7 separate regions of the Mus musculus genome follow, and regions 2, 3, 4, 5, 6 and 7 are each linked to region 1. The links are chromatin contacts, called in public HiChIP or PLAC-seq and promoter capture Hi-C maps. All regions are on one chromosome and are shown on one strand. The core of a region is the stretch at or near the end of the contact, and the rest is flanking DNA. Distances in the headings are between cores, read along the strand shown. Region 1 holds the start of Txn2 (thioredoxin 2). Region 2 holds the start of Ddx17 (DEAD box helicase 17). Region 3 holds the start of Dgat1 (diacylglycerol O-acyltransferase 1). Region 4 holds the start of Parp10 (poly (ADP-ribose) polymerase family, member 10). Region 5 holds the start of Pla2g6 (phospholipase A2, group VI). Region 6 holds the start of Vps28 (vacuolar protein sorting 28). Region 7 holds the start of D730005E14Rik (RIKEN cDNA D730005E14 gene).

Evidence for each region. Promoter capture Hi-C pulls out the DNA fragments that hold promoters and counts their contacts. HiChIP or PLAC-seq counts read pairs in DNA pulled down with a chosen protein or histone mark.
Region 2: a contact with region 1 is called in a promoter capture Hi-C map of liver, with 3 times the contacts expected there. The contact joins the promoter of Ddx17 here to the promoter of Txn2 in region 1. A contact is called at or near these places in 3 of 39 promoter capture datasets (cranial neural crest, liver and pre-B cells).
Region 3: a promoter capture Hi-C map of liver shows a contact between it and region 1, with 4 times the contacts expected there. The contact joins the promoter of Dgat1 here to the promoter of Txn2 in region 1. A contact is called at or near these places in 6 of 39 promoter capture datasets (hippocampal neurons, liver, maxillary cranial neural crest and 2 more) and 1 of 115 datasets of contacts at active chromatin or transcription factors (pancreatic cancer cells).
Region 4: a promoter capture Hi-C map of pre-B cells shows a contact between it and region 1, with 4 times the contacts expected there. The contact joins the promoter of Parp10 here to the promoter of Txn2 in region 1. A contact is called at or near these places in 2 of 39 promoter capture datasets (liver and pre-B cells).
Region 5: a promoter capture Hi-C map of liver shows a contact between it and region 1, with 3 times the contacts expected there. The contact joins the promoter of Pla2g6 here to the promoter of Txn2 in region 1. A contact is called at or near these places in 2 of 39 promoter capture datasets (both in liver) and 1 of 115 datasets of contacts at active chromatin or transcription factors (pancreatic cancer cells).
Region 6: a contact with region 1 is called in an HNF4G HiChIP or PLAC-seq map of pancreatic cancer cells. The contact joins the promoter of Vps28 here to the promoter of Txn2 in region 1. A contact is called at or near these places in 2 of 39 promoter capture datasets (cranial neural crest and frontonasal cranial neural crest) and 1 of 115 datasets of contacts at active chromatin or transcription factors (pancreatic cancer cells).
Region 7: a contact with region 1 is called in a promoter capture Hi-C map of pre-B cells, with 3 times the contacts expected there. The contact joins the promoter of D730005E14Rik here to the promoter of Txn2 in region 1. A contact is called at or near these places in 2 of 39 promoter capture datasets (liver and pre-B cells).

What each region holds. Positions count from the first base shown.
Region 1 is chr15:77,926,748-77,930,374 of GRCm38.p6, reverse strand. Txn2 (thioredoxin 2) reads left to right here and starts at 1,381. Exons shown (of 4, transcript NM_019913.5): 1 at 1,381-1,468; 2 at 2,421-2,683. The coding sequence starts at 2,421.
Region 2 is chr15:79,545,033-79,549,026 of GRCm38.p6, reverse strand. It overlaps Ddx17 (DEAD box helicase 17), which reads left to right and starts at 2,286. Exons shown (of 13, transcript NM_001040187.1): 1 at 2,286-2,832. The coding sequence starts at 2,783.
Region 3 is chr15:76,510,230-76,513,780 of GRCm38.p6, reverse strand. Dgat1 (diacylglycerol O-acyltransferase 1) reads left to right here and starts at 1,787. Exons shown (of 17, transcript NM_010046.3): 1 at 1,787-2,226. The coding sequence starts at 2,000.
Region 4 is chr15:76,242,008-76,245,949 of GRCm38.p6, reverse strand. It overlaps Parp10 (poly (ADP-ribose) polymerase family, member 10), which reads left to right and starts at 2,510. Exons shown (of 11, transcript NM_001163575.1): 1 at 2,510-2,603; 2 at 2,708-2,886; 3 at 2,964-3,218; 4 at 3,311-3,547; 5 at 3,628-3,942. The coding sequence starts at 2,715.
Region 5 is chr15:79,326,270-79,330,200 of GRCm38.p6, reverse strand. It overlaps Pla2g6 (phospholipase A2, group VI), which reads left to right and starts at 1,830. Exons shown (of 17, transcript NM_001199023.1): 1 at 1,830-2,566.
Region 6 is chr15:76,623,690-76,627,584 of GRCm38.p6, reverse strand. It overlaps Vps28 (vacuolar protein sorting 28), which reads left to right and starts at 1,501. Exons shown (of 10, transcript NM_025842.4): 1 at 1,501-1,596; 2 at 2,380-2,451; 3 at 2,965-2,993; 4 at 3,100-3,137; 5 at 3,410-3,499. The coding sequence starts at 2,415. It overlaps Tonsl (tonsoku-like, DNA repair protein), which reads left to right. Exons shown (of 26, transcript NM_183091.3): 26 at 1,103-1,348. The coding sequence ends at 1,284.
Region 7 is chr15:79,890,911-79,894,538 of GRCm38.p6, reverse strand. It overlaps D730005E14Rik (RIKEN cDNA D730005E14 gene), which reads left to right and starts at 1,401. Exons shown (of 1, transcript NR_030675.1): 1 at 1,401-3,628. It overlaps Apobec3 (apolipoprotein B mRNA editing enzyme, catalytic polypeptide 3), which reads right to left and starts at 2,131. Exons shown (of 8, transcript NM_030255.3): 1 at 1,970-2,131. The coding sequence starts at 2,022.

The DNA of each region.
Region 1 (3,627 bases), core at 132-2,631:
CAAAACAATGAACAGAGACTGGTGGCTGTCAGTTGCAAAGACGAGGGCTGACCTCCACTGGAGCAGACAGAAAAGGGACCCAGAGACAGTGCAGAATCTAGTACCTAGTAGCACTTTTCTCAGAGAGCTCTGGGAGAGCCTTCCAGGCACAACTGCAGATGTAGAACACAAAGACGCCTCAGCAAACCACTAATTATTGAGAGAGTGGGTTAAAATAGGGTGGTAGATGGAGTCCATCTGCTGGGACACATCACATAACCCCTCTGACAGAAACCACTTGCTGAGGTGCGCAAAGATTCTCAACTTAGTGTCTATTGAACAGCCTCTCTGTGCTGGGCATTGTACCAGGTTGGCGCTAAGTATATGCAGATGAGACAACCACAAGTCCCTACTCTCAGAAAGAGACGTTGTCCATGTGTTCTGGAGGATTATAAAGCAGGCGCTAGTGAGAAGAAAGCAGTACTATTCAGAGAAGATAAGGTGAGCAGGTGTTCTAAGTACCCAGAGACAAAGTTCAAAGTGAGCAAAGGTATGGAAGGGAAGGTGGACAGCAACGTGTTCCCCGATCGTAAGGGGCTGGAATACTGGTTACAATATGCATAAATGAGGGACTTACACCTCAGTCACTCATGCCAGTGGGAATGGAGAGAAAGCCCTACACTTTACCTTGGATAGTGCTTCCTTGACAGTTCCAAAAAGTAAGACATGACAGTACAAAAGGTAAGGGCTTTAGAAGTACCGCCAGCCCTTAGGGGCAGAGGGACTTGCTCAATCATAAGAAGTTAGGTTGGGCAGAAAAGAATCAAAAACGGCAGAATAACCCCTTAATGCGACATGTGTACACACACACACACCACACACACGACCGGATCTCACGTAGTTCCTAAGTATCGAGGATGACTTTGAACTCCTGAGCCCTCCGGGGTCCTGGGATTAGGTGTGTGCCATCACACCCAGTTTACTTGGTATTGAGAAGCCAGGCTTTGGGTGTGCTAGACAGGAATCCAATTGAGCCATAACCCCAGCCCGGGAATCTCTTCCTTTTAACACTAAGCTTCTGTCGAGAACAGAGCTTCCTCGGCATTAAAGTGAACACAGCCTTCCAGCCCTTTCCAGAGCTCAGATCCAAGGGTGGGCAATGCCAAGAGGCGCAACACAGCAGGAGCTTGTTCCAAAGCCACTCCTTCCTTCCCGCCCTCTCACCCATCTCCTCCCTCACTGGTCCCACACATTTTCCGGTCCCTCCTCCACGATCCCATTCCTTCCGGTCGCGCCCCTTCAGCCCTACATTTTTCCGTCCTCCTCATTGGTGAAAAAAACCGAGCCGCCCCCAAGTTGCAGAGAAACGTCGTCCGCATAGTCTTTCCCGGAAATGACGCTAGACCTGCCCCTGAGGAAGTGACAACAGGAGTGCCCTTGACGGGCAGGCCGGCTGGGCTCTGCATCCCTCTGCTCGCACTGCCGGGAGGTAGGAGCCCTTGCGGGGTGGGCTGAGCCGGGCTGGCGGCGCGCTTCTCTGCAGGAAGGCGATCGGCAGGGGGATGCCCCTAGAGGGAGGAGGTGGCCTTGGCAGCTGCACGTCCTGTGCTCCCAGTCTCCCTGTCCCCCACCCTCCCCAACACGTGTCCATTCTTTGGGCTTCCCTCCGTACACATGCCACCCGCTTCACTTTGGTACCCCATGGCCGGTTCCTACGCCTCTCAGTTCCTCCTTCCGTAGTTGGGAGTCTTCTTCGCTCATTCTTCGACAGCTTCCCTTTCCTTAATTTCCCATAAAAACACTTTTTTAAAAGAATGACTGATAAAAATTTTACAGACGGCCTTGGGTTCCAATTAGCTGTACTTTAAAAACTGGCCTACGTTGGGCATGGCACTTAACCTACCTGTTGCCCTGAGTATGGACGGTATTATAAGGTTTCTTCAGAGTTGATCAGAGAGAGCCAGTGATGTGTGTGTGTGTGGGGGGGGGGGGCATTGGGCTATACACAGTGATGTAAGGCACTTGAGCCTTGTCCCTCCCTCCATTGACCTTTTATAATTCCACCTCAGCCTTGATTTCTTTTTGGCTGTCAACCCAGTTTTTCTGCCCTTCTAACTTAACGTCTATTCAGTGATGCTGACTCCTTACTCACCTCTAGATATTTTTTTTTTGTTGTCGTGGGGAGGTTTTAGAGACCAGGTTTTATTGTCTAGCCCAAACTGACCTTGCCTTATATCACCTGCCTCGCCTCCCAGGAGGAGGATTGACAGGTGGGCCCCACCACACCTGGCCTTTGAAAATCATATATTACAGTATTTCCATGCATCTTGCTTCCAATTCTGTATGTTCCCAACACCTCATTATTCCAGAATTCTTTGTTTTCCTAGTGTGTTGACTTCCTATTGCATGGCCCCAGCTCTTCCTGCCTCTTGCTCCCACAGATGGCTCAGCGGCTCCTCCTGGGGAGGTTCCTGACCTCAGTCATCTCCAGGAAGCCTCCTCAGGGTGTGTGGGCTTCCCTCACCTCTAAGACCCTGCAGACCCCTCAGTACAATGCTGGTGGTCTAACAGTAATGCCCAGCCCAGCCCGGACAGTACACACCACCAGAGTCTGTTTGACGACCTTTAACGTCCAGGATGGACCTGACTTTCAAGACAGAGTTGTCAACAGTGAGACACCAGTTGTTGTGGACTTTCATGCACAGTGAGTACTGGGGACAGTAAGAGATGGAGGGTCTTACTTAAGTATTTATTGAGGGCTCACTATGGCTCTCTACCATGTGTAATGCTTATCTACATACACTCATTATGAAGACTTTTGAGACCCTGTGCCTGTCCTTAAGTATGCAGTATGGTAGGAGACAGATTGATGGTCTTCCTAGCACACTAGGAGACATGCTGCCTCATGCCTACGTCCTGTATCTCAGTGCCCGAAAAGCTCAGAGTCTGCTCCAGTGTGGAACAACATCGTATTTTAACATCGAAACCCACTAAAACTGTGGGAAGGACTGGGCAAAACATTATCAGTGCCACCATAGCCGTCCCCAAGTACGGATGGGGTGGGCAGGAGGTGTATCTTCTCAGTACCGCAGGGGTGTGTTTTAGAGATATATAAATGCCTGCCTTGTGGCCTGGTCTTCATTTCCAGACCTTTACACCAGATTCAACCAAAAAGCCAAGAACCCGATTGCCATCAGGTTTTCTGGACAAGTCTCACCGATTCTTTTGTTTTCTTCCTGGTCCTTTCTCTGACTCACCTCGTTGCCTTGACCAGGCCAGTGCGTGTCCTTGTCATCTGAGATAAGGCCTTGCAGGCTGGCTTTTTAGGTATAGATTTATTAATTGATTGACATTTCTGAATGGGAGTTTTGGGGTAGGGGATAGGGGTTGAGATAGAGTCTTGCCATTTAGCCTAGGTCAGACTTGAACTTATCTCCTCCTGCCTCCACCTCCTATATATGAGATTACTGGTATGTGCCAGCTCAGAAAAGGAGTTAATGGCCAGGGACCTCTGCCTTCCTGTGATGGTGGGGGGGCTTCGAAGGGAATAGTCAGTGGGCTAATCCTTCTTTTGTCCTATACAAGGTAGTTAATTGCATGGTTCAGCTTTGTTTGTTTAGTGCCAGGCACACGTCCGGTACCACATAC
Region 2 (3,994 bases), core at 1,037-3,536, 1.6 Mb before region 1:
CCCTTTTGACTTCTTCGGGATGGGTGCCTGTCTTAGTTAGGGTTTTACTGTTGTGAACAGATTCCATGACCAAGGAAACTCTTATAAGGACAACATTTAATTGAGCTGGCTTACAGGTTCAGAGGTTCAGTCCATTATCATCAAGGCAGAGCATGGCAGCATCCAGGCAGCATGGTGCAGGGTGGGCTGAGAGTTCTACATCTCATCTGAAGGCCGCTAGGAGAATACTGACTTCCAGGCAGCTAGGGTGAGAGTCTTAAGCCCACGCCCAAACACAGTGACACACATACTCCAACAGGGCCATACTTCCTAATAGTGCCATTCCCTGTGCCAAGCATGTACAAACCATCACAGTGCCTAACTTGTCTTCTTAGGGTATAGACTGTTAACACCTCCATACATTATCCATTGTCTCCTAGGGAACACCAGGAACCACTCTTAACCTTTGGTTCTCCAACCACCAGCAAATCACTGGCTCCAGCCACACAACTGAACCATTTCTCTCAGCAGTAATAACCTGCACCAAGTCCCACCATTTCCTGCCTGGACTTCAGTACCCAGCCACGTCCAAAGGGTCTCACACTGTAGCTCTGTCTGTCTTACTATGTAGACCAGACTGGCCTAGAACTCAGAGAGACTAAAGAAAAGAGACAGTACACTGGGCCTTCACTAGATTAACTGTTCCTGCCTTAGCTGCCTCTCAGTTGATTCTCTGCACTGCAGTCAAAGGGGTCCTTCTTTATGCCGCTACTTTAAACCAGACATTTTCACCTTCAAGGAAACCAAGCTCTTTAAGTAGCTTCCATCTTCTTGGACTCAGGCTTTGCATAATTGATCTTCCCCCTTGGCAGCAAGGACCTTAGTTGAGACCTCAGCTCAAATGTCATTTGATAGATGGGGGATGCCTTCTGAGAGCACCCGATGTCATCCCGTTTCCTCAACTTGTCTCTAGCCCCTTTCTTGTTTTTGTTTCTTTGGTGTTTGTTGGTTGGTTTTTGAGAGAGGGTTTCTTTGTGTCACCCTGGCTATTCTGGAACTCACTTGGTAGACCAAGCTGGCGTTTAACTCAAGAGATTCACCCACGAGTGCTGGAATTAAAGTATGGCCTTCCCTTTAGTGTTTTTTTGCTGTTGTTCTTGGAGGTGCTGGGTGTTGAATCCAGGGCTTCAGTCACGGTCAGCAAGCACTGTTCCACAGCCTCAACACCATTTTCTTTTCCAAGTCAGCAAAAGTCTAACATACACATTTGTCATCTGTCTCCTCTCCGTCTCTAGAGAATAAAGCTCTGTGCCAAGGAACGTGTTGGATCCCCAGTGTCCCAGCAACTAGCACAATGCCTGGCTCTCCATGGCCGAAGTGACAAATGAACCGTTTCTCAAGACGCCTCTTTACTCTCCTGGCTTTCCTAACCTAAGCAACACTCAGGACATGAGACAAGACTAAGCCTCCAGTCTGCCGGCCTCCATTCTCCGCGGCGGTAGAAATGAGCCTAGAGGTCTCAAGGAACCCAGCAGTTCCACAATTTAGTAAAGCAACTATGTCCAAGTTTGTGTGGCTTGGCAGTGCGCAGGGATGGCGAGCCAAAGAAAGCAATCTAGGAGTTGGGTGGCACCGGCGGCCTAGCCCAGCCTGCCCTCCCCGGATAGGGTTTGCAAATCCTAGCCTGTCAAACCCACCGCTTCTGCAGTGGGGCACCCGGGTAAGGCACCCATTTTCATGGTGGCTAAGGTCCAAGGCGCCCACCTCAGAAAGGACTCTGGGAAGGTGTGGCCTCTGCGTCAACTACGGCCAGAGGAAAAGGTGCCAACCCTTTGTTCGGAAAATAGCACCTCAGTAAGAAACGCGGGAAACACAGGGTGTCTTTTGGCCCAGCCAGGCTGTTGGCCGCTGAAAGAGAGCGACACGACGCATCCAACATGGCTGCGGCGCCAGCGCGGCGAAAAGCGACGGGAAAGAAATGGCGCCGGGCTGTGTGGCCAGCTTGGGGCACACGGCGTTGGGACGTTGGAACCAAGAAAGCGGCCTCAAGACTCTCTGGGTTCTACTGCCCAGAGACCCGGAAGTCTGACTAAGGCTACGTGGAGTGCTACCATTATGTCTGCACAAGGCCGGCCTCAAGCGCCGGGTTGAGCTCGGAATGCCGGGAAAAGTCCATTCTCGAAACAGAATGCGCTACGAAGACTGCGCTGACCCGCAATAGTGGGCGGGCCAACGACGCCAACACTGTGACGTCGTGCCGACGGCTCGCCCCACCCCCAGCCAACGTTCTAGAGCTGGCGGTGCGAGAACCCTACGCCGGTTGCGCACATTGCCTTGTTTAAGGTGGGCCGACCAGGGCCCCCATCTCCGTCACCGACGTAAAGCGGTTCCGAGAATGTCCGTGGCGTCGCGCGGAGCCCTCCAGACGCTGTTTACGTAGCGTCTGGGCCGTGCGTAGCGTTAAGTTGGAGCGGTCTCCGCGGCCGCCGCCATTTTGTGCAGTTGCTGGGAAGGAAGGGAGACGCCTCAACCGTGGCACCGCCCGGTTTGAGCGGGACCAGACCTCCCGACTGTCCTAACAACCCCGATTCTCTGAGTTGTGCTCCCGTCTCCGACGAGAGAGGCGGCGACGGTGGCGTCTGCGACGGGAGACAGCGCGTCGGAGCGAGACAGCGCCGCGCCTGCCGCCGCCCCAACAGCGGAGGCGCCGCCGCCGCCATCGGTCATCACTAGACCCGAGCCGCAGGCCCTCCCGAGCTCGGTCATCCGTGCCCCGCTCCCAGATCTTTATCCGTTTGGGACCATGCGTGGAGGCGGCTTTGGGGATCGGGATCGTGACAGGGACCGTGGAGGGTAAGGGGGAGGTGCGGGCGGGGGGCGGGGTGGCCCGCAGAGCCCTGAGGCTCGCGCCGTACAATGGCGGCGGCGCGCAGGCCTCAGGCTTGGGCGGACGTCTCTGCGGACCGCGATCCTGGCTCGGAAGTGGCAGGCCAGCCTTGTCGCCTCTCTTGGCCCGCTCGCTGATCATTTGATCCCTGCAGGCCGGCCGCAGTGTCTGTCTGGGGGAGGATCCGGATGCTCAAGTTTTAATCTAGGAAAAGCTGCTTGAGATCGTTTCTTTTCCGCTATGTTAGCCATCCCTGTTAGAGAGGGACTGGAGTCGAAAAGGCCTTTTTTTGGTTTTAAACTAGGTTTTACTCCCTTTCTGTTATATTTTTGGTTAAGTGGAATCAGATTGGAATGGGAAGTGCTGGAGTTGCTTTCCAAAAGATCCAAATTGCGGGTGACTTTTTTTTTTTTTTTTTGAAACTAACAAAGCCTGTTGAAATCAAGAGAACTCCTTGAGGTGGCACACCCTGCACTAGAGACTGAGTCAGGCTTGGAGTTCAAAGCTAGCCTGGGCTACACAGATCAGAACAAGAGAACAGTTAGCAGAGTTCAAAGTGAGGGCAGTGGTAGAAAGAAAAAAAAATCAGAATAAGCCTTGTAAAGGAATCGTAATTGTAGAAGCTTTATTCTGTCCTAGGTCATTATTCAAGATCCAAGCAGTTTGGGATTATAAGCAAGCCCAGTGGAAATAACACATAGGAGCCACATTATTATCCTTATTAGACTTAGCCTTAAAATCTCCTAAAGATTGGGTTTTGGCCATTATTACAGATTGAAAACAAAAGAAAACTGGTTATTTCTAGAAGTGTTTTAGACTTGTATCAGTTGCTTCATTTGCAAGTGGAGTAAAGTAGTCAAATGAGAAGGCCTGGCTCACTGTAGTATTGCACTGAAAAGCCAGAGGCCTTTTAAAGGTCTTGGTGGGTCTACTCAGTTGAATGTTTTTCTTTCTAGTTGTGCTGGTTTAGCAGTGGTATTAATAAGTCACCCAAATTCTGCCTACTGAATGTAGATACCCAAAGAATTCCAGTAAAATTTCTGGCCATGATCACTGCAGGGTGGGTTTGTCTCAGGGCCATGAAGCTTAGTCTAACGGTTGTCCTGGAATGTGTCCTCAGTGTCCCCA
Region 3 (3,551 bases), core at 538-3,037, 1.4 Mb after region 1:
ACTCAGGACCTCTCAGAAGAGCAGCCAGGGCTCATAACTGCCGAGCCATCTCACCAGCCCTGTCTGCACACTTTTTTTTTTTTCAAGACAGGGTTTCTCTGTGTAGCCCTGGCTGTCCTGGAACTCTATAGACCAGGTTGACCTCGAACTCAGAAATTTGCCTGCCTCTGCCTCCTGAGTGCTGGGATTAAAGGCGTGTGCCACCACTCACGTTAAATTTCAACAGTGAAGCTGTCTGCATATCGCAATCATCCATTCCAGCCTTTCCTCCTTGAATCAGGCCCTGGAACTCTGACATCGGTGCCATCTCTTTGGCACAGGTCTCCATAGAACCATCCTTCCTGATGGCTCTGGTCATCCTCTGGTCTCTTCACTCCCATGGCCTCTTGGAGGCTGACAGCTGTAAGGCTGAATGTCAATGAATAGCTGTCTCCAAGGAGGACTTTCATTCTCTTGGATGGTGTGGATTCATCTCTGGCTTTAGTGGCAGCCTAGGCCTCAACCTTCCACTTTTAGTTTTTGGTTTCAAACTGGAAGCTGGTGTAGCCAACGTGCTAGCCCAGGAGAATGTGGAAGCCTCGTATTCACTTAACAGAGGAAGGAGCGGGAAAGGCATGGCAGAGCTCACACGACTTACCTTCACTTCAGGCTCCCAAAGAGACTTTTTCTTTCACTCTGCCTCCTTTTGGGGTCACTATTCACAAAGACCTAGCCCTTGCCTTGCCAAGGACCAGATGAAAGACTGGGCCAGCAACAAAGGAATGCTCGGAGACACTGACCAGGTTGGCTCTGATCCACAAAAGTCCAAGCCTGGGTTCGCTTTTCTCTGCATATGTACAAAGACACCACCGGCAGGGCAGCCCAGATTGCTCATCATGAGATGTGTCGTGAAGAAAGTGTGACCTGAGGGAAGGAGTCAGTGGATACTACAGAAGTGGAGGGAGCTTAATAGGAAGACTAGTAGCATCCTGTAGGAGAGGCTACCAACCTTGTCCTATAGAGGTGCTTCTTAGGCCTGCTATTCCCCAGAAGAGAAAGCCACTATTCTCCTTGGTCCTTTATAGTGTTTCTGAAGGAAATTAGGTGCTTCCTCAGGTCTAGAATGTATGCACGGCGGTGTCTAAATCAGGCACGTTGCTTGTCGGGCCCTCGACAGCACTGTGGGGCGGTAGAGGAAGAGGCCATGGTGACTGGTGAGTTGCTTCTTTTAACTAACTGGGCAGTTGCACACATTTGCTGTAATGCGAAGCTGGGTATTTCTCCAGTTTGATCCTTTGACAGGCTATGTGCTCCAAGGTACATTTAAACTGGTTCCTGCCTAGCAGCTAGGGATCTTTCGGAGAACGATGCTGCCAGAGCAGATAAGTCTGTCGGTTGTGCGCTCAAAAATGGATTTGGAACCGCAAGACGTCAGCGCAGTTTCATAAATGACCTACACTCAAACCGCTGCTGGGGATGACGAAAGGATGTTTTTACATAAGTGGGACAAGAGGCAAGCAAGAGGTCAGAGGAAGTGCGTAGCTGCCAGGGAGCCAGGAGCCGGGGCAGTTCTCCTCCCGCTTGCTCCTCGCAGTGAGACAGCACCTCGGACCTCTTCCACCGAAGTTCACAGCCAAGCTGCACACTAGTTGCTTCTGCCAGCCTGTGACTGCAATTCCCAGAGTGCTATACGTCACCAGCTCCCGGTGCCTTCAACTCCCAGGAGGCTCCGCGCTCTGCTCCCGCGACTCCCAGCGTGCTCCGCGTCTTCGATTAGGCTCCGCCTCCGCTCGGCCTCGGACTACAAATGGACTCTCCAGTTGACGCCACAGCCAGTCAGCTGCTCCGCAGCATCGCAGCCTCAGCGTCGCAGAGGTAGTCGTGCGCTGCGCCGGCTACGGAGGCCGGCAGGGGGCGGCGGCGGAGGCCGTTGCTCAGGGTCCAGAGGCGGGGCCGCGGGCTCCAAGCGCTGAGAGCCGGCGGAGCACGACTGGGCCGCGACGAGGTGCGGGCCGAAGCCATGGGCGACCGCGGAGGCGCGGGAAGCTCTCGGCGTCGGAGGACCGGCTCGCGGGTTTCCGTCCAGGGTGGTAGTGGGCCCAAGGTAGAAGAGGACGAGGTGCGAGACGCGGCTGTGAGCCCCGACTTGGGCGCCGGGGGTGACGCGCCGGCTCCGGCTCCGGCTCCAGCCCATACCCGGGACAAAGACGGGCGGACCAGCGTGGGCGACGGCTACTGGGATCTGAGGTAGCGGAGTGCCTGATCCCCTTACATCTGACCTCTCCAGTGACGCTCCTAGTTCTTAAAAGTTGGCCACAGCTTTGCGAGTTACGCGGCCGGGGCTCCCCTGGGGCTGTACTGGGACACGGGCTTTGGGGAGAGGGTCACTTGCCAAGGTCACCCAGGTGTGGTCGTGTAGCCGACCAGGGAGTCTGGGTAGAGGAGTGGGCAGCAGCCCCCTTTCCATATTGCTTAGGAAAGTAAGCACACCTTGAGGCAGAGTCCCTTGAGGTCCTTTCTGAGGAGTGGGTAGCAGGAAATGTGAGCCCCGGGGGGGTGGGGGGTGGAGATGAATGGGCTTTCTTCAGTGGAAGGAGGCTGATGTTTTCCAGGGAGGGTTATGATGAAGAGTTACCTTTGCAAAAACTACGAGGGGTGTCCTGTGGGTAGAGAAGGCTGCTAGAGGCTCCAGAGGACACACGCCTGTTTGAGGCGATGGGTATGGGCGTTTGCTCGGGGCAGAGGACAGTACAGGAAGCTTTCTAGTACTAACAGGCTGCATGGCTTATTCACCCCTCTTCCAGCAAGTAGGAGGGCCTGAAGGAAGCCCAGCTTATGTTACCAGAATGACTTCGGGCTATAGGGGCAGAGCTGACTACTAAGTGAGACTTTCATCCCGTGGTTGGAGTACCGGAGAGAGGTTTGGTATGAACACACCTATGGGAGAGGCCCTGCTTAGCTGAAGAAATGGAGACTGTCTCCTACAAAGCCGGCCCTGAGACTCTTTTTGGTGATCATCATGGGACCCTTTAGTAGCTCTGGGTTAGGAAGTACCTGAGGGGCTTGGAGGAAGTGGCTATCTAGGGTGGCAAAGTCTGGTTCTCTTTGTATCAACAATCTTTTTCTAGTGGGCACGGTGCCCCCCACGCCCCAGCTGCCCTAGGGTGTTCACAGTTCACCCAGGAGATAAGATAACTTCAGTGTGAGGCAGGTATGGCATATTATGAACAAAGGTCAGGTAAGGAGGCCTTGGAGGCAAGAGTGGGGGAGGAGGTTGGCCCTCCTTAGAGGGATCATGATTTTCTGTAAATCAAAGCTGGTCTTGAGAGAGGCTGGCCTCCCATTTTCCACCTGAAAAGATGTTGTGTGTGTGCGCTCTCTCTCAAACAAACACACAAACAGGGTTTCTCTGTGTAGCCCTGGTTGTCCTGGAACTAGTTCTGTAGATCAGGCTAGCCTCAAACAGCTCCACCTGTGTCTGTCTCCCAAGTGGTGGGATTAAAGGTGCCCGCTGCATCAGAAAAGATGTTAAGGGTCCTATGTCCTAAGGTCCTGTGATCCTAACAATCCCC
Region 4 (3,942 bases), core at 1,261-3,760, 1.7 Mb after region 1:
TCTTGTCAGGACATAGAGGGTGAGGCCAACTCCCTGCTTCACTTCTGGGGGGTGGGGCGGGGAGAAGGGAAGGGGAGTGCTTCTTGAGGAAATTTTCCCTTGGGTGGTCTCCTGGTCCTCAGTGTCTTGAGGACATCCGGTTCTCTCCTGGTTCTTGGTGTATGGCCACTCTGAGACCGTATAGTAAGCTTGGGAAAGGGTCCTCTCCTGTATCCATATAGTGCTGCTTAACAGCTGGACCTAGTGTAGATGTGTCCTTGGCCCATAGCTTCTGCACATGTTCCTGGGCTAAACGTGCCCGCCATGCTTACCAACAAAGTCTAGATGTGTTCTGTTGCTGTAAAGAACACCCTGATTTTTAAAAAGCAGCACCGGGGAAGAAGGTTGCATGTGGCTCACGATTCCAGGTCACAGTTCTGGAATTTCTGTCAGGTCAAGGCAAGGACTCGAGGTGCTAGACATTTCACATATACAGCCAAGAACAGGAAACCATGCTGCTTGCTTGCCTGCTCTGGGTTAGCTTTCATGTACAGTCCAGAGACATGGTGCTACACACATTCAGGGTGGATAGCCCACCCTCAGTTAACCAGAAAATCCCTCCTAGACATGCCCACCGACCAAGATGTTTTAGACAATTCCACTCTCAGGCTGTCTTTCCAGATGATCCTAGGTATCAAGTTGATGTTAAAACTAACTAGCAGAGAAGACAGTAAGGGTTTTACATCCAGTTCACAGAAATTCCTGAGGATTTAACAATGGCAGTGACATGAACTGTTCTCTTGCATCTGCGCCTGTGGCAAGCCCTCTAAGTAAAGTACAGTGTGATAGAGGGTGGTTAAGTCCTGTAAGAAGAAAGCATAGAATAGATGAGACAGGCTTTTGTAGAAGCAGACTCTCATATAATTAGTGGGCCCTTTAATAAAAGTAAAACAAGCACAAAGTTGACTATAGGGCCTCAGAAGGAGCTTGGACAACTCAGAGGTCGTTTAAGGTTTTAGCTCCATGTTAAAGATCTCACTAAGGGCTGGGTGAGGGAAATTACGGAGAAGGGATAGCCCCATGTGGCTCTGTGGGGAAGGCTAGGTCATTTGAAGTTAGAGATGGTCCAGGGATACTGGTTTAGGCAAGAGCTGAGACCTGGGAGGTTGGAGCCAAATAAACACCCAGGTGTGTTGTATGAAAAGGGATTAGAGGGATAGGAACTGGGGACAATTAGACTTTAGCTTTCACTGTCATTGGCTCCTGGGATTTGTAGCAGCCGCTGGTCCCCTGTCACCTCTGTGGAGGAGCCACAGTGGGGGTGGCAGAGAAGGAAAAAGGGTAGCATGGTCCTTCAAGAAGTCTTGGAGGCTCTCGATTGTGGGGGAGGTCATGGAGATTCAAGGACTACAGGGTTAGACATATAGACTGGGCAAAACCCCATGATCCTTTGGAAGAACAGCAGAGGTCGAGCTGGCCTGACTGGAAGGTGTGGGTAGAGAGCAGCAGCTCTGGAGATGAAAGAAACAAGCAAGCTATGGGGGCGGACAGGAAAGTGACTTCTCAAGGCACAGCCTCCAATCTGGGCATGCTTGTCCACACCTATATCTCCACCATTCAGGACTGAGAATGACAGAAGAATCCTTTCTAGTTCAAAACCAGTCCGGCCTGCACACTGAGTTTCAGGCAGTCTGGGCTACCGAGTGATACCCGGTATCAATAATAATAATAATAATAATAATAATAATAATAATAATGGCAAAGCTTAGGTGTGAGGCGAGGCCCTCTGGGTCCTGTCTGTGATTCCGGCTCCCCTTCTGTGGAAGGATGAACAGCAGAAAGGCATGTCAGCACAGTGGCTACATCGCGGGCAATGGTGATGAGCAAGGAGCATAGAAAGAAGGACTAGGCAGATGTGGGCTGAAGGGAATCACAAGGGAAAAGCTGTGTTATGATCTGAGCATTAGGCTTTTAAACAGTCACCTTTGTTTGTTTATGCGTGCACCCGCCATGCTGTGGCACACACATGGAAGACAGACAACTTGCAGGAATCAGTTCTCTATCATATGAGACCCAGGGACCAGAAAATTCGTCTCTGGGTTTGAGATTTTGGGGGGCGAAGGGTGGAACTGCTCACCCTTAGCATTTAGAAGCAAGGCTGATTATCCTCTGGGTTTGACGGTTTCTAAGAGCCGGACCCAGCCAGGGGCCAGCCTCTAAGATCAGCGCTGCTCATGTCTGGGACCCAGGGCACAGAAGCCTAGAGATTCTTGGGGTGGGGGGTTGACAGTGTGACTGTATCTCAAGCATCCCATAGGAAGGGTGATTAGCCACAAAGAGAAGCCAAAGAAGAAGAGAAAGTCTAGGAGACATCTGGTCTACCCCACTAGCTAAGAGGCTAGTGGGTGGTTCGGCAGAAAGGTCCTTAGAAGTTCCTTGTGGACTGAGGATTAAGGCTAGAGCAGGAGAGGAAGTTCCTGAACTACTTACAGCCTCTGGCTTAGCTCCTCCCTCTTTCCTGTCCCCAGTCAGTTTCACTTTTGTTTTCCTACCTTAGGCCTTCTGCCTGGGAAGGACAGCAGGCATAACTGACTGGCCTGAGACACTGGCCTGAGACAGCAGGGGTGAGTGTAAATATGGGGTGCTGGGGAGCAGCTGAGAGCGTGGGAGAGAGGACTGGACAGGGGAAGTGAGTGGTCCTCTTCTCCTCCCATGTGTTGCCGCCCAGGACTCTGATGGCAGAGGTGGAGGCAGGGGCAGCCTTGGAGCTCCGGGGACTGCCCCCAGAAATACCAGATGAGCTCATTACTCTGTACTTTGAAAACCACCGTCGCTCGGGTGGAGGACTTCTATTGAGCTGGCAGAGACTTGGCTGTGGGGGTGTCCTCATCTTTCAAGATCCTGCAGGTGAGGAGGTTGAATCAAGAGGTTGCCTGGGTGCCCTGAAGCGTTGCCATCTCTGACACTTTCATCTCTGCTCACAGATGCAAAGAGGGTCTTAGCCCAGGCAGAGCACCGACTACATGGTGTCCGACTGAGCCTGAGGCCAGCCCCACCGCGTGCCCCAGAACGTGTGCTTCTCCAACACCTGCCACCTGGCACTTCACCTCTGAGTCTGGAGCAACATGTTCAGGCCTTGCTGGGTGCTGCAGGACACCCCGTGCAGACTTGCCATGCCCTGGCCAGTCCTCGGCAGGACTGTGCCCTGGTCCAGTTATCCACGCCCCTTTCTGAGGCAGGTAAGAGGCACGTGAGAGGCAGGGCTGGTGGGGGGGGCGGCATAGCTTCTAGTTAAGGAGGGTGCCCGAGTTGATTCATATACTGCCCACAGAGGTCAGTGCCCTGGCAGAACAGGCCCGGAATCTGCCCCTGAATGGAGCCACTGTGTCCTTGGCCTGGGTGCCCCAGACCCGAGCAGTACGTGTGGTGGACAGTGCTTCTCCTGTGGACCTGTTATTGTTGGAGCTCTACCTGGAAAATGAGCGTCGCAGTGGTGGCGGACCCCTGGAGGGTCTGCGCAGCCTGCCTGGGCAGCTAGGCACTGTTATTTCCTTTCAGCAATGGCAGGGTAAGTGGTGTCTGAAATTAGGAGGACCCTTCCTCTACGCTAGAGACTCAGTGTGCTTTCTGTCTTCTCTCTCCCTCCAGTGGCTGAACGGGTGCTGAAGCAGAAACACTGGCTACAGGGCATTGAGTTGAGCCTTGTCCCTCACTATGATGTCTTAGAGCCAGAAGCGCTCGCTGAGGGCGTCAGTGGCAGGGACCATTCAGCTACTCAAGAATCTGGAGTCATTGGTCATGCGCCTACAGGAACTGGAGGACTGGCCGGGGCTCTGACCATGGCTGTGGGCTCTGGGGAGGCACCACAACAATTAGGAACCCTTCTAAGGGCAGGTCCTGTAGGAGCTCCAGGACAAGCCCTGCCAGTTGACTCGGGATCAATTAGGATCCAGGGGAGTATGG
Region 5 (3,931 bases), core at 581-3,080, 1.4 Mb before region 1:
TTGCTCTGGTTGCTTGGCAACTGGCTATTTGTGTCTGTGGAGAGACTAAGAAGAGCATCAGGACAGAGAACAGCCTGGGGAGATCTCGCTAGGCCCCTAGCTCAAGGCTCATTTAAGAAAGTAAAGGTTCGGGGCTGGAGAGATGGCTCAGCGGTTAAGGACACTGACTCCGCTTCCAGAGGTCCTGAGTTCAATTCCCAGCAACCACATGGTGGCTCACAACCATCTGTAATGAGATTTGATGCCCTCTTCTGGTGTGTCTTATGTCAGCTACAGTGTACTCATGTATATTAAATAAATAATTCCTTTAAAAAAAAAAAAAAAAAAAAAAAAGAAAGTAAAGGTTCAACCGAAGCTGGTAGACTGGAGATGGGGAAGAGAGCAGCTTAGTCCAAAGTAAATGAGTCACCAAACCCAGGCTCCTGGCTATTCTCCAGCAGTCCTTAAAATCAGCATTACCAACCATGTATTTATTCACTATTTATTTATTTATTTATTTATTTATTTATTTATTTATCTATTTACCTATCTATCTATCTATCTATCTATTTATTTATTTATTTATGGTATGAGTGCTCTGTGTGCATGTATGCCTGCATGCCAGGAGAGGGCACTAGATCCCATTACAGATGGTTGAGAGCTACCATGTGGTTGCTGGAATTGAACTCAGGACCTCTGGAAGAACAGCCAGTGGTCTTAACCGAGGAACCATCTCACCAGCCCCCGCGTTATTCACTTTAATTCCATCTATTGGAATTCCATGATAGTTAGGCATGAGGTCTGAGTCTTCTCAGTGACAATCACCTATTCCCAGACGCAACCGCAGCTACTTCTCAGCCTCACAGAGGTCATTCAAGTAAAATCCTACTAAAAGTGCTAAGATTCCTCCAGACATCCATTCATTTATTTATTGAGAGACAGAGTGCCAGGTTGGGATTCAACTGAACTAGTTGTGGCTGGGTTTGAACTCCTGATCCAGCATCCAAATGTTGAGATTGTACGTGTGCAATAACCACACCCAGAATTGCCTGGCATCTTGAGGTAGAGTTGGTAGGCAACAAATACAGTTTTATCACTTGCCACTAGGCTTGTTCGGGGGCTGGTTAGATACCTCAGTAGGAAAAGTGCTTGTGAAGTTGTCACAATGATCTGAGTTCGATACCCAGCACCCACGGAAAAAGGTAAATGTTTTAAACTTCAAAGCTGGGAAAGAGGAAACAAGAAGCCTCCTGGAGTTCCATAGCCAGCTAGGCTAACCCAGTGGGGGAGCTCCAGATTCAGTGGGAGACCCTATCTCAAAAAAAAAAAAAAAAAAAAAAAAAAAAAAAAAAAGCTTGTGGCACACACCAGGCAATCTGAGTTCATAGCCAGCTTGGTCTACAGAAACCCTATGTTGGCCACCACCCACCACACATATGCGCGCGCGTATTACCTCCCTCCCCACCTGAAAGTTTTTTTTATTTTGTCTTATTTCAACCTAACCGTTAATTCCATATTTTTATTTGCAATTTGGTTTGGGAGAACCTGGCAACATCAAAGCAGGCTCTTCCCGGTTATATCCTGTGGCTTTATTGATTTTCTTTCTTATTATCTTCATGTGTTGCCAGAAACAGAAAAGTTCAGAGTCCGAGCCACCCTGGATTCCTTGAGGTCGAAGGGAGCCGGGAACAGCCTCCTGCCCTTTATCAACACGTCAGCCAAACTGCCCTCACGAGAAACTTCCGCCCGCCCGAGGCATGGCCCCCATCAGCCACGCAGAATTGGCTTCAGTCAGAAGCCCGACCGCCCCCTGGCAACAGAAGCGGCTTCCATTGGGCAGTTATAGAAGATGGCGGCGCCTGACCGCGTGCGAGGTCCACGCTTGGGGTCGGGGCCACAGCCTGCCTGCGGCATGGGCTCGGTGGATTGGTGGAGAGCCGTAGTGTCGTCACGTGGGCGGGGCGCGTCAGTTTGCGGAAGTAGGAGGGCTGAGAAGTGCTGAGTAAGCCGAGGTGAGTGACGGCGCGGCGGGGGCGGGGCCTGACGGCCCTTTCCCAAACCTCCTGGTGCCCCTGTCTTGAATGTCGTCACCTGGACCCTGCTTAGGACCGGCCTCGTGTCTGCGACTCTGAGGCATGTCCTCCGTTAACTCCTATCTGGCCTCCTTGAGTGCTCCCGGCTTCTGTCCTTTCATCCCCTGGCGTCCCCAACTCCCATCCGGTGACCGCATTCTTCTCCGTTGCCGCCCTCAGTTTCCCAACTTCCAAAATCAACCCTTCTCCCAATTCATTGCCCGACTTTCACCCTGGACTGTCCACTGTCCCCAGCTCCTCTCTCTGCGCTTCTGAGTGCTCCTGGTTTTCTGCCTCATTGCCCGATTTCCCCCACGCCACCTGCTTCCTGCGTCCGTCCCTTTGTGCCCAACCCCTGAGCCCCCATTTCTAACTCCCTGCTTATCTTCTCTTGTGCCTCCGGTTTCCATTTGCTCCCCCGTGTGTTTTTCCCAGTTCTCTAGCCTCCAATCCTGGGTTCACCTCCAGCTCCCTCCGATGACCTGGAAGCTGGCGACTAGGAGCCTGTGACCCAGGTGACTGTGACTAGGGATTTGGGTGTGAGTGCGACTGGGAGGGCACAAGGGTTTATGGATCTCTGCCTGTATTTTTAATGGGCAGTTCACATGATCGCAAACAAATACCAATCCTTCCTCTAAAGTTCCCCCACCTGCCCTCTTGCCAGCCCGACAGGATTGGGCAGGTTTGGTTTGGCCTCGTTGAAGCTCCACCCTTAGACTAGTGCAGTGTTTTGTTCTGGTCTCTGCCTTCACGTGGTTCTGGAGCTTGGAGGCCATGCTCTGTTCTTGTCTGTTTTCTCACTGTGCCAGATAGGACTGAATTTTCTGCCCACATTAGTGACTGCCACGAGGCTCAGTATTTGAATGAGAAGATGTAGAAGACAAGGCTTGGTGACCAGTGTGGCCCTGTACAAGCTCCCTGCTTTGCTGTTGTTTCATAGGCAGGATGGAAAGGGCTGGGGGATAGGGAGAGAGAGGACCAAAGGGAGAGCATTCCCCTTTGTTCATGTTTTCAGTGTTTATTAATCACCCTGACAACCAGGCGCTTTTATTTCTGTTACCTTTATTCTCTGCTCCCTTTCCACTGAGCAAATATTGATGTAGCTAGCGCCCGCCCGCTGTTCCTGCTTAGCCTGGGGAAGGGAGGCCAGTGACCTCCTTTGCCAGGGTCATGCTAATACCTTTGGGGCTAGGTTTTCACTGTAGAGAGTCCCCAGTTTATTTATTTTTTTAAATTATTTTTATTTTATACATATGAATGTTTTTCCCGGATCTATGTAAGTACACTCCATGCATGCTGAATTCACTCGGATCTGGAATTAAAGGACTTGTGGGGGCTGGAGAGATGGCTCAGCAGTTAAGAGCATTGACTGCTCTTCCATAGGTCCTGAGTTCAATTCCCAGCAACCACATGGTGGCTCACAACCATCTGTAATGGAATTTGATGTCCTCTTCTGGTGCGTCTGAAGTCGGTGACAGTGTACTCACATACATAAAATAAAAAATAAATCTTTTTTTTTTTTAAAGAAGGTGTGGGTTGCCGTGTAGGTACTGGAAGCTGAGCCCGAGTCCTCTTCAGGAGTATCAAGTGCTCTTAACTTCCTGGAATCTCTCCAGCTTTGAGGGCAGTGGCAGTGACCCGCCCCAGGCAGCTATGCCCAAGGGACCATGGCAGACACTGTTCAGTGTGGCGTGTTGCTGAATCCAATTGCTCATGGGGCAGATGCCTTTCCTCCTGCACCCTGTAGGAAGTCAGGGGACCTGTGCCCTACAGTGTGACACCAGCCATGAGACTGCCATGAGACTGTCATGTTGTCTAAGGGCTCCTTCTGTTGGCTTACAGCATTTCCCCTCCCTAGGGGTTGCTTGTCTTGTTAAATG
Region 6 (3,895 bases), core at 252-2,751, 1.3 Mb after region 1:
TGGGATATCCTTTCTTCTGTGCAGCCTTCTCTTTTGGCTAGGAACAGTTTATTCCTTCTCAGTGAGAATCATCTTACTTACTTACAGGGGGAACCCATGGGTTAGTTCACCATAAAAACTCAACAGTGACCAGAGAGAACATATATCCAAACTTTGTAAGAGAACATATATCAAAACTTCTTTGGGGGCCACTGACTGACTGGCCTGGCAAACATTTTCCAACTCCACCTTTATAGACAGACCTCTGAAACAATGCACATTGCTTCTTTAAAGTGACATTTTTCAGATACACATGCACACCCCCTCACAGCCTAGGCAGCTCCTCGGGTATTCTTAAAATGATCATGAAGATTTGAACCTCCTTTTGGAGTGGCAAATTGTTTGTTGTTTTTTGAGACAGGGTGTCTCTGTGTAGTCCTGGCTGTTCTGGAGCTCTGTAAAGTTTCCTCTCTACCTGGAGAGGACTGAGATTAAAGGCGGATGCCACCAGGGCAGGCATGATTTGGACCTTTTGTTTTTGCGGGGTTTTCTGGGTCAGGAGGGTAGCAAATCATTGTTACTTGCAGAAAACCTTATTTCCTCATTCCTGTCCACCAGTCAGTGATCCAAGTTCCGCTTAAGGGGTGCTTGCTCTCTCAACCTGCCCCCCTCCCTCCTTCCTTGCCTTATCTACTAATAAGCTAGCTTGTCCCGTTACACCAACGCACTCTCCACCTTATAAGTGTGCCTGATGGCCTGGCCTGCCACTGCCTTGCCCAGCTGAGATTTGAGGGTGGCAGCCTTTCCCCCTGGAGGATAAAAACTGAGCACAGGGGAGTCCCTGGGTTTTTCCTGTATCTCACCCCCTCTTCCCAACACAATGGTATTTCTGGCAGCTGTGCGCTTCATCCAGTTCCCTGACAACCTTGAGCCTACTGGGATCTCTGACTTGATCAAGGCCTGGCATTCACTAGCCTCCAGAGATCCGAGGGCCCACAGTATACAGATATATTGAGTCCTTTTTATGATGGGACAAGCCAAAATGTAGGCTCCGAGGTACAACATAAGCACTATGCCTCCTGTGGGTGTGTAAGTTAAACCTACCTCCTCCTCACCCCCACAGGCTGCTCTATTCAAGGGCCGCTGAACTCTGACCTCTGGGACAAGATCTTCGTGCAGTTGCAGGAGTTGCAACTGTGCACCAAAGACCTGAGCACCAAAGACCGAGACTCGGTGTGTCAGAGACTGCCAGAGGGTGCGTGCACAATGGACCAAAGTTCCAAGCTCTTCTTTAAATGCCTCTGATCCTAGTCCTGCCGTTTCCTCCAGAAGAAAAAGAAAAACCTTAATAAACTATGCTGCTATCTCATTTGTGTCAGCTCTCTGCGAAAAGGGTGGGCGATGTGAGCTGTAAAAGCCTTGACAGGCGGAGCTACTCCAGAGCGCAAGCTCAGGCAAAAAAAGCCGAGTGCCGATCAATGGATTTGGCTTGCTATGTGCGTAGGCTCAAGGTTAGAGGATGAGTGCCGAGCTGCCGATCGGGTTTCCCGGCAGGCGCAGGCGGAAAAAGCGAGCACCGAGCTTCTGTCGCCATCTCCGGGACTCCAAACGCCCCAGGTACACAGCGGCGGTGGCCGGGTCCCCTCTTCATAGGAACCCTTTGGTCTAGGTGTCCCGGTCCCGTCTCCTCTGGGGCTCAGCGGCCCTTGCCGCGCGGCCAGTGTCTCAGTAGGTGATGGGCGCTGTCAAGTGGCATTGCTGGTCCACAGTTCAGGTTCCCCTGTCTGTGAGGGTACCCACCTTTCTTCTGCGACTCCGCCGGCTATTCCTAGCTCCTGCGACCTCGGTAGCTCTCGCTGCTCCTCAAGCCACTCCATCTCAGTTTGACCATCTTCCTTGAACATTTGTTTTCACCCCATTTCAAATCCTGAGGCGTGTCTGGGCTGGCTTCCTTATTAGACAGGACCTATCCTGGGCCTTGCCTCCGCCACTTTGCCGCATCAACCAATAAGCTTGCCCTTATTCATTTCTCCAGTATCTCCCACAGATTAGGGTAAAACCTACCTCCACACTTTCCCTCACACACAGAAAGCCCCGGACACCTAGTCTCAGTTCATTTCCACTGAAAGATGTTGCAACAATGCCCTTCCCCTGTGCCCAAGATGCTGCCCCAGTTCTAACAGCTACTCTTCCCTACCCTAACCCAGCTAACAGGCAGGACTCCCATGGCACTCGATGTTCATCCTCAAAGCCTGACATGACATTCCCCCATGACAGTCCTTTAGCATCCTGTGCCGTTCCTGTAGAGAGCAGGAAAGCTGTTCACAACGCTCTGATCTCCAGAGCCCAGTTCTTAAGGTGTAAGGGGACCCTTGAGTTAGTGTTGGCTCTGCTTTCCAGGTCTCTTGTGCTGTATAGCTGCCTGGGCCTGCAGGATGTTCCACGGGATCCCAGCTACTCCTGGTGTTGGAGGTGAGTGTAGGCTAAACTGGGAGGAAGGGGAGGAGCCAAGGCTTTCCCTGTTGCAGGGGCTGTTGGGAAAGGACCACACTGCTACGTCCATCCCGTAGTCATTAGGCCCTGGGTAATGACTAGGGCCAGAATTATTTCTGGTGGGAATCTGAGGGCCCCTGCAATACCCTGCTGGGGAGCGAGAATATACTCCAATGTGGTCAGAACCTCTGGCATCCTGAGCAACTCTGGGTCTCCAACTGCATGTGTGAAGCATCTGACAGGCTTTTATTTGTACCAAGTTGTGGTTCTGTGTACAAACTACAGTCATGTTGGCGGGGGAAGAGAGCTAAACCTAGCAATCTGTATGTAGCCTCTTAGAGGCCATATTGGTAGGAGGTGAGGCTGGAGCCCCTATTCTGTGCTTCCCTTTGAGCTCTGTGATACATGGCATGGGAGACACCTTCTTGGGACGTAACTGAAGTGGGCCTGTCCTGGGGTCACCCTTGTCAGCTCCTCCTTGCTCTGTTGCAGCCCCTGGGAACAAGCCGGAGCTGTATGAGGTAGGTAGCAGATCCTCACCTGGCCACTGCAAACACCATGTGGCTGTCACTGGTTCTATAACCACGCCTGGAGATGCTGACTGACTCTTGCCTGCTTTTCCAACAGGAAGTAAAGCTCTACAAGAATGCTCGGGAGCGGGAGAAGTAAGTCTAAGCTGCCACGCACACATGCACATGCACACATACGCACACATGCACACTTGCACCCATCCAGCCTCCATGGCTGGCCCAGCAGTCTACCAAACCCACCACCACACCAATGGTTGGGGAGAACATGGCGTCGCGCTAGGAAGATGGTCCCTGAGGAATATGTACCAGGGATGGAGTGGGAGGTGGGCTGAACTCTGCCATAGGTGCAGAGCAGCAGTTGGCTGCCCTGCCTCTGGACAGCGGCCTGATGGATGGCTTTGTCTTAGGTATGACAACATGGCAGAGCTCTTTGCCGTGGTGAAGACGATGCAGGCCCTGGAGAAGGCGTACATCAAGGACTGTGTCACCCCCAATGAGTGAGCAAGCCTGTGGCGTCAGACATTGATGGCCACCAATCCTCAGAAGCATGTGTCTCCCTTTCATGAAGCTTGTGGATTCAGTAGGCAGCATACACAGAGCCCAAGCTATGAGGGTGTTCATTGTTGCTGCTAGTTTCCGGGCAGGATCAGCCAGGGACCTTCTGTAAGGGTGGGTATGGTTCTGACTTCAGAAGGCAAACTGGAGCCTTGGGCAGCACAGTCTAAGGTATCACTGTCAGGTCTAGGTAGCCAGCATGGATGCTGATGCTTTATCCACAGATGACAAGCCTGTTTGACTAGACCAGGAGTTGCCAGGTGGTAATGGAGGTCTGACACCTGGCAAATGGAATAGACGTCCGCTCTTGTGCTGAGTTCCAGATCGACCCACACGGA
Region 7 (3,628 bases), core at 152-2,651, 2.0 Mb before region 1:
AATCCTGTCGGGGCTGGGGTGGGGGAGGGTGGGAGAGGGAGACAAGAATGTAAAGAACAGCAACAACAACAACACAGCCAAACTACCACCACCATCACAATAAAATTCCACAATATAATAACAACCAAAAATCAGGAGACAGGGGGCTGGTGAGATGGCTCAGTGGGTAGGAGCACCTGACTGCTCTTCTGAAGGTCAGGAGTTCAAGTCCCAGCAACCACATGGTGGCTCATAACCATCCGTAACGAGATCTGACTCCCTCTTCTGGAGTGTCTGAGGACAGCTACAGTGTACTTACAATAAATAAATCTTAAAAAAAAAAAAAAAAATCAGGAGACAGAGTCTGGATCCCTTCCCTCAAAGCTGGCTAGGTATTAGTGGCCTGGGAGGACCCCAGGCTGGACCCTTTCCCTCATAGCCAGCAGCCTGTAGAAAAGAGCTGGAAAAATCAGACGTCTATCAAGCCTTGGTCAGAAGAATGGGATCGGAGGCTTATCTCTGACTCTGGAAGGAGAGGTGACATCTGGGACTGGTTACAAGGCCACACCCAGGGGACAAGGCTATTAACAGATAATTGCTGATAACTGGCTTCAGGAGCCCTAATCCTGGAGACAGACAGCTGGCCAGGGGCTTTCTGTTGAAGACTGAAGACATGCTATTCTGTGATATGACTGTCGCCTCTCTCTATACAGGTCTATCCATCACTGGACAGGACAAAGTTGCTCAGGGTGAGGTGAATTGGTTCGAAAGACGGGCCAGGGAGATGGTTCAGCGGGTAAAAGTATTAGCTTTGAAGTTAAAGCCTGCATTTCCACCACACCCACGCATGCACGCACCACTTGCAGCTGGGCTGCCCACGGGACAGTGGCCTCCACCGACATCACAGGCACCAGGAGAAGGGACAAAAATCAGAATGTCACCCAAGGGAGTAGGCAGTATAACTTTCTTCTTATATGTAGGTTTAAAATACACTCACATCTCTCTCTTTCTTTTTTTTTTTCTTTTGTTTTTTTCGAGACAGGGTTTCTCTGTGTAGTCCTGGCTGTCCTGGAACTCACTTTGTAGGCTGGCCTTGAACTCAGAAATCCGACTGCCTCTGCCTCCCGAGTGCTGGGATTAAAGGCGTGCGCCACCACACCCGGCCACTCACATCTCTTGCCATTGGGCATGTATACATATGTGTATGTGTTCTGAATTAATATGTGCATGTCTGGGGGTCAGGAGAAGGCCTTGGATTCCCAGAAGCTGTAGTTATAGGTGGTTGTGAGCCATACCATGTGTTTGCTGGTAGCAGTTGGTCCTCTGTGGAAGGTGACAAAGGTTCTTAACTGCTGAGCCATCTCTCTCCAGTGCCAACCCCGCCCCCTATTATTTCTCTTTTTCTCTTAGCTGACTGGTGTGGTTCCGAGAAGTCTCCACAAGCATCCAGGCAATGGGTGTGTTAGGGGAATTTCTCTTTACCCTTTCCCTTTCCCAGCTCAGAGTGGCTACTTCTGGAAAGGTGGTTCACATTGCCTTAGAGAGTGGTCCCCTCTTCTCCCAGTATCCCCTGAGGTTGGGTTAAAACAGCACGGATATTCTAGGACATCTATCGAAAGTTCTCCATACATGGTCGTCCAAAGTCTGCTTCCATGGATTTCTCTTTAAAATTTGAAGCCCAGACCAGCCTAGCCCTGGATCAGCATGAAGACCCAAAGGCGAGTAACCCCAGACTGAGAAGTCTCAACAGGAAGAAATATGGGTGACGTGGAGAGGGGTACAGGGTGGCCAGTTTAGAAGCAGCTATAAGGTAACCGAAGCGGCTCAGAACAAGGACCCTCGAGGGGAGTGGGAGCTACGGAGTATCCTGGAGAATGTGAGAGAGGAATCGGGAGCTGGGGACCTAGAGGAGAGGCTCGGTATACAGCAAAATGGGGGCCACCAGGAAGAGACTGCAGTGAAAATTTTGGAGGAGCGGGGCCAGCGGTACCTGATCGGTGAATAGCATTTGCGATGGCTGCATCCCAGACAGAATGGTCCCATCCCAGCTCTGGGCCCCAGGCGCTGGGGTTGCATTTTCTGTGAGCAGGCTATGGAAGACCCCCAGAAGTGAAACTGACCTCCCGGGCCAAGTGAATGCAGGCCCCACCTTCTTCCTGCATCAGCTCCCGGAATGGGAGGGCTCTAGGCGATCAAGCCCAGAAGGCTCCTGCCCACCTCTTTGTCCCTTGGCTTGGCAGAGACCTGCTCCTCTGTACAGCGGCCCGCGGGGATCGCAAAGAGAAAGGGAAACTAACTGATGGTAGAGAGAAGCTGATGCCGACCGCGGTGAGGGTAGGACAGACGCCCCAAGGGTGGCCCCAGGCGTCTCCATCCAACCTGCCTAGACCATCCTGTGCCGAGCTTGCAGCCAAAGCTGCCAGTTGAACCAAGGGTTTGACTCTGTAGGTGTTAAGGAGTGGGGACCCTTACATTTTCTCCCTTCGGCTTAGGAGGGGAGGGGACAGCCTGGCTTCGCATTTCTAATTGTGGCTTGGATTTTGGCACCCTTCACCTCTAATTTCCCAACTGCCCCAGGTGTGGAGCTAGACTGAGATCAACGGGGAGCACAAAAATGGATCATTGATGGCTCCGAATCAGCCAGCAGCAGGTGGCCGAGCTGGTATCAGAGCCCGTCATCCAAGCTTGTTTCCCTGCAGATGAGGGAGACCGAAATGAGTTTACTGTTCTCACAGACCTGTGTCTCTCGAGGGCAGTAGCGTGGACCAGTCAAATGTAGCAAGTGCACGCTTCTGGTTATTGAGGTTCAGCTAGCGTTCTTTGGAGGAGTGAATGCACACGGAGTCAAGTAATCTTCCAGTGGTTTGGGATACACGTGTGCAGGTATACACGGTGCTCTCCACAGAGGCTCTGGGCACAGTAGCCAGTTCCTGTAGGGCGAGCGTGTCACAGCGCCCCCATCTGGTGGAAGGCTATCCTTATTTCTTTACAAAGCCAAACTTGTTGAACTTGGTGGGGGAGGGAGTGTGTGTAGTTTTCTACTGTCTTGGAAAACAAATGGACACAATATAACAGCACTAATGGGAAATAATACTTCAGTCGGAAGTAGACACATATAAAAAGAAAATATAACAAAAGTAGATCCAGAAAATGCACCAAACTCAGATCCAAAGGAGGACATAGTGCTAATAATACCAGCCCTGCAGCCAAGATATTCTGTCTCTTTCTTAATGTGGCCTTTGATGATTTATTTAACATCCTGAGTCTAATATTCTTCATCTATAAATGGGCATTTTAAAAAAGCTACCTTATTGGGATGCTGGCAAGATAAAATGTGGTTTATGTAAGAAACTTAGCAAGTGCCCAAACTGTTATAAGAAATGAATGAAAGAAATAGCGCCAGTCACTGTATTTATTTCTTTATTACATGTATTTGTATGAGTGTTTGTTTGCACCTATGTGTATATACCATTCAAAAGAGGGCACCAGGTCCCTGGGTACTGGAGTTCCAGATGGTTGTGAGCAGCAGTGTGGGTGCTGGGAACTGACCCTGGGTGCTCTTACCTCACCACTGAATCATCTCTCCAGCCTGTCCTCTATCCTCTGACAAGAGAGATGGGATGTCTCCTGAAGTGCCTTGGATGGAATT